2 separate regions of the Ovis aries genome follow, and region 1 is linked to region 2. A link is a contact called in public Hi-C data. All regions are on one chromosome and are shown on one strand. The core of a region is the stretch at or near the end of the contact, and the rest is flanking DNA. Distances in the headings are between cores, read along the strand shown.

What was found. Hi-C and Micro-C count contacts between places; a contact is called where the count stands out from the background.
Region 1: a contact with region 2 is called in a Hi-C map of tail adipose tissue, with 5 times the contacts expected there. The contact joins the promoter of ACBD3 here to the enhancer-like site in region 2. A contact is called at or near these places in 12 of 16 Hi-C or Micro-C datasets (blood, hypothalamus, liver and 6 more).

The regions. Positions count from the first base shown.
Region 1 is chr12:28,485,050-28,487,749 of ARS-UI_Ramb_v3.0, reverse strand. It overlaps ACBD3 (acyl-CoA binding domain containing 3), which reads left to right and starts at 1,422. Exons shown (of 8, transcript XM_012187925.5): 1 at 1,422-1,728. The coding sequence starts at 1,443.
Region 2 is chr12:28,421,337-28,424,036 of ARS-UI_Ramb_v3.0, reverse strand. No RefSeq gene overlaps it. Among named protein-coding and RNA genes, the nearest start is that of H3F3A, 55 kb to the right of the region's middle. Within about 2 kb of position 1,391, at least 39 of the 54 cell types and tissues checked have an H3K27ac peak or open chromatin away from gene starts, as enhancers often do. A contact at or near this core is called in hypothalamus, liver, muscle and 1 more, where this site is marked.

The sequences.
Region 1 (2,700 bases), core at 173-2,672, 64 kb before region 2:
GGCTCAGAATATTATCTATAGCCCTTGAGAAAGAACTAAAGGTCCTTGAGTGTGCCTGATGACTGCATTATTAGTCTCCTTATACTGTTTTCCTTTGTTTCAGCATCTCTCACTTCTCAGATTAAACTTACTCTTTGACTAGTTTTCCACAGACAATAACAGGCAGGCATATTGCCCTGCTCCACTGCAGCTGTACTACAGTAAGTCTATGTGAAGTCACGTTTTATTCATCTTGATTAATGAGACCCTGTCTTAACATAGATAAATCTTGCCCTGAAGAGTACTAGAGATCCAAGAAAAACTAAGCAATAAATTGCCATTGAAACAGCCAAACAGTCCTGAAATATTATAGCTCATACGAGAGAAGCTTCATACATGTTTTCCCAAATTTGACAATAATCCTAAAAAAGTGGTAAGTGAAGCTAAAATTTATAAACAATAACAAATTGTGATCAACATGTTAAAAAGATAATACTGATTTTTCTATTCATAGAAAACATTAAAAAATAACTGTCATAGGAAAGTGATCAAAAGTATACAAAAACGGGGGGGGGGGAATGACCGTAAATGGTGCCCCAACAGTCTAGAGACAGAGACAAATAAATATATATAGTTGTCAAGAGCATTATTAATCTTAAAAAAAATTACGTTTCTGGATTTTTTGACACTCTAGAAGTGCGTCAGGCAGTTACTAAAATTTTTACAGTTTATCTGTGTGACGTTTGTGAATTTTGCTAACCTTTCAAATGTCATTTGTAAATTCTTTCTCATTTTATATATTCACTTCCCTAACTCTCTGCTTCTAACTTTTTGCTTTTTAACTAAATAGGGACCCCACAAATTGTATGCGCTTCAGTTCCCGCAAAACCAGGATGTGCTCTTCTACGAGTCTCAGAAACCGCGGGATTTCTCTGCAGCCTCAGTTTCTTTCTCAGGAAAAAAAAAAAAAAGTCATTTGCTCGGCATCTCCTTAAGAGTTACCAACAGTTACTCCAACCACACAACTCTCTACACCTGGGGAGGGCCTGACCAGAAGGGTAGGGCGCCCGCCAGGAGTCACCCTCTCCGCACAGACTGTACGCGGGTCCCGCCCGACCCCGCCCCTGCCGGACACCGAGAATTGCAGGAAAAAACTGCAGGGCCAGGGCCGCTGGGCGTAGCACGCCCTCCGGGAGGAACGAGGGCCGGAAGGGAACAGGGTGAGGGTGGGGGTGGGGCGTTCGAAAGCCGCCGGGGTGGTGGGCGGGGCGGGTGGTGGAGGGGCGCAGCCCACCGACGACCCCCGGGGTGGGGGCGGGGCACCAGGCCGCAGCCCCTCTCCAGGAACTCTAGCGCCTACTCAGCGGCGGAAGTTCCGGTGTTGGTGAGCGGAGGTCAGAGGTCAGCAGGAAGTCGATACGTGGCCGCCGCCTGTCCCCGCCGAGGAGGCGCAGCAGGCGGAGATGGCGGCGGTGTTAAGCGCAGAGCGACTCGAGGTCTCTGTCGACGGCCTCACGCTAAGCCCGGACCCGGAGGAACGACCCGGCGCAGAGGGCGCCCCGCTGCTGCCGCCGCCGCTGCCGCCGCCCTCGCCTCCAGGGTCCGTCAGGGGCCCGGGCACCGCAGGGGAGCAGCCGGAGCCTGGGGAGGCGGTGGCTGGGGGCGCGGCGGAGGAGGCGCGGCGGCTGGAGCAGCGGTGGGGCTTCGGCCTGGAGGAGCTATACGGCCTGGCGCTGCGCTTCTTCAAAGGTGAGCCTGACAGGCCCCACCCCCGCCGCCTCTGCCGGGCCTTCCTTGGGGAGACTGGACCCGAGTAGCCCTGACCCACCCGTGCGGGACCGTGGCGACTGGAGCTGGGCTCTGTCCTTGGGGGTACTCGAAGTTTGTCACTATCCGCTTGGTCACTAGGTCACACCCCTAGGGGCCTGGAACCTTGGTTTAGCTTTCCGGGTCCGGCCTCCCGGAGGTTACCAGGCATCTTACCTAGATTTAGCTTCTCGGTTTTCCAGGATCCTGGATGGAAGAATGAGTTCTCTTTCCCAGAGGTTCCCAATCTGGGATTTTTTGTTTTTTAACCGTCGCATTCTTTTTCTTGTTTCTTGTGATTGGCACTTAAGAACCACCGATTTTTGCCCTTCTATAGTGAAAGAAATTTTTTCATGGGTTCCATTCTTAACGCTTTCCATTCATTCTGGGGATCCGTAAACTCGAATAGGGCTTAATCACCTGATAGTATTGATATGGCAGAGAGAAAGAAGTTAAGTATCAAGCTAATCCCTTCTAGCTTGTCAAACTCTAAATAAGAGAAGGGATAGCTGCTGTGTTCTAGCGACTTCTAGATGGTTAAAATTTTTCCAGTGTCCAAGAGTGGATTCTCAGATAAAGGCCTAAAAGTAGCCTCTGTATTTCTCACAGAATTAGTTGTAGTAAATCTTGTCATAGAGCAAAATTGTGGTCTTGGATTTTTTTTTTTTTTTAATTAGGTGATTCACTTAGTCAAATGGTGAGTCACATGACCTTGTCAATGGGAAAAACTGATGAGCTATTTAGATCTCGTGGGGCAGACGAACAGAGAGACATCGCAAATGAAACTTTAAAAGTGGTTACTAGGTTCTGTATACATTCCAAAACAGCATATTTATGACCTTTCCCCAGAGGGAGTATCTTTTGGAGTACATATTTTACTAGCTGAAGTTGAGTCGTTGAAACTACTGATACATT
Region 2 (2,700 bases), core at 142-2,641:
TTGTTTTTGTTTTTTTTTAATTTTAGTTTTTTATTTTTTAAATTTTAAAGTCTTTAATTCTTACATGCATTCCCAAACATGAACCCCCCTCCCACCTCCCTCCCCATAACATCTCTCTGGGTCATCCCCATGCACCAGCCCCAAGCATGCTGCATCCTGCGTCAGACATAGACTGGCGATTCAATTCACATGATAGTATACATGTTAGAATGTCATTCTCCCAAATCATCCCACCCTCTCCCTCTCCCTCTGAGTCCAAAAGTCCGTTATACACATCTGTGTCTCTTTCCCTGTCTTGCATACAGGGTCGTCATTGCCATCTTCCTAAATTCCATATATATGTGTTAGTATACTGTATTGGTGTTTTTCTTTCTGGCTTACTTCACTCTGTATAATCGGCTCCAGTTTCATCCATCTCATCAGAACTGATTCAAATGAATTCTTTTTAACGGCTGAGTAATACTCCATTGTGTATATGTACCACAGCTTTCTTCTCCCAGATGTTTAGAGTCGAGCATGTGACTGACAGGCTGCCTTTTCGGGGATGTAAGAGGCTTGGTGAGCTCCCACTTGGGCCTTTCCTGGCCTGACAGGGCCTCACCTGGCTGGGCAGGCCGCCCATGGCCACCACTGCTGAGCACTCCTCAGGGAGGAGCTGGAGAGAGGCTTGGGCTGGGGAAACTTTTGCTGGTGATGAATCCTCTGCGTGTACTGCTGTCGAGTGTCACTTTTACAAGCAGTCAGCTCCAGCCCTCAGTGGGGCCGCTTCCGGGGTGCCCTCACCACCCTCTACCAGCCCTCAGACCCTCTTCAACTTCATCCCCGCTGGGCCCATCTTCTCCAACCCAGACAGAGCCCCGAGCCTCTCTCTTCCAGGTGGCTCCTCACTGCCCTCAAAAGCCCCTGGGCTGCCAGGCTCCAAACAGTCCGCTCAGATCTTTCCTCTGCTCAGCTGGACACCTTCACCTGACACTTTAGACATGTATTTACTGAACCTCTGCCGCGTGCCAGGTTCCAGAGCCCGGAGGCAGACAGGCCCTGGTGGTGGGCTCTCTACTCGTCCCCCAGCTGCCTCTGACTCTTCCGGCAGCAACCACTCCCCACCCCGCGCCCGCCGACTTCCTCACCATCTCCCCCTGCTCCCCACGTCCGTCCTGCTTCAGCCTTGCACTGGAAGGCAAGGCCGGAGCCCTGTGCTCGCGGAACGCTCCCCTCCCCGGTCTGGGCTGCAGCCGCCCCTCAAGTAAGAGCCTGTCTTCTCCGGGCAGCACCCAGGAGCTGGGACCAAATCAAATCCTCAGAAGCAGCAGCGGCAACTCCCTCGCCCCGTTCTGACTTCACAGCCCAGGAAGCGGCGCCTCTTGACTGGGCTCTGCAAATAAAGGGCGACTTCTGAAAAGCAGAGGGTGCCGGGGACTTAGGCAGCACCGCCTCCCTCACAGGGACGGGGGCGGCCTTTTCCCCGCCTCTGCGCCTCGGCCCCCCCGGGGGACTGCCGGGGAGGGGTGCGGTTCCCTCGTCCGCCAGAGGCTCACGCTGGCCCCGGAGACCTGGGTTCGGGTCCGGGCGGTGCCGGGTGACTCAGAGCGTCACCTGCCCGCCCGGAGAAGGTGTTCTCGGCGGCAGAGACGGGCGATCACAGCCGCCTGCTCGTCTCACCCGCGAGGGGCGAGGCCCGGGAGGCGGCGGGCACCGGGCCTGGCGAGGCCGCGGGTGCGGAGGGGCGGGGCTCGCGGCGGACAAAGGGCGGCGGGGGGCTGGCGGGGGTCCCTGCGGGGGCTCCTCCTCGCTCACCGCCACCCCCGCCGCCTCCCCGCCCCGGGGCCCCGCGGGCGCGCCCCTCGGCCGGTGGCCCGAGCGGAGCCGCGCGCCGCCGCGACAATAGGCACCATTTCCGCTCGGCGCGGCTCCCCCTGGCTCCTCCCCGCGGGTCCCGAGCGCGAAGGCGTCTCTCCCGTTTTATAGACCAGGTGTTCCTGTCGACTTCATTGATTTTTTTTACAAAAGTTCAGTTCCATCCAAGAGTGCTTCCTCCTCGGAGAAAAGGGGGCGCGCGGGCGCGAGGCCCGGACACCCTCGCGCGCGGGGGGAATCCCAGGCTGCCGTCGCCCCCGCCCGGCGGCGTAGCGGGGGGAACCCGCGCTCCCGCTCCTTGCCCGCGGCGGCCACCAGAGGGCGCCCGGCGCCGGCCCCCTCGGTCCTCCCGCGCCCCTGCCGCCCAGACCTGGCCGAGCGCGCGACCTGGGCTCGGGCAGGGGGTGCCCCCCGGCTGAGGTCCGCGGAGGCGGGCTACCCTGCTTCGGCGCTGGGCGGCGGGGACCTTCTGCCTGCAGAGCAGCCGGCCTGGGCTGGCGGGGAGGGATCGGGGAGGGGGGTGTGTGCCTTGGGAGACAATCGCGCGGACCCTGTCCCGGCCCGAACCTCCGGAGGCCACCAGTCAGAGAACCGAGCCTGGTCGCTGTGTGACCTCGGGACAGGTATTGACCGTCCTGGGGGTCTCGGTTTTCGGCCTGAGGACGGAGAATGAGCACTGCCCCTCAGCCTGCGGGGCGCGATCCCGAGGCGCCCCAAGCTCACCCGTGGAGGCCCGGCGGTGGAGGTGGGCTTTCCCAGCGCGGCACGAAATGGTACCAACTGCCTCCTTATGTATTTATTGAAATAAAACGTGGGTGAGGATGGGAGCCAGATCCTCTCATTTCC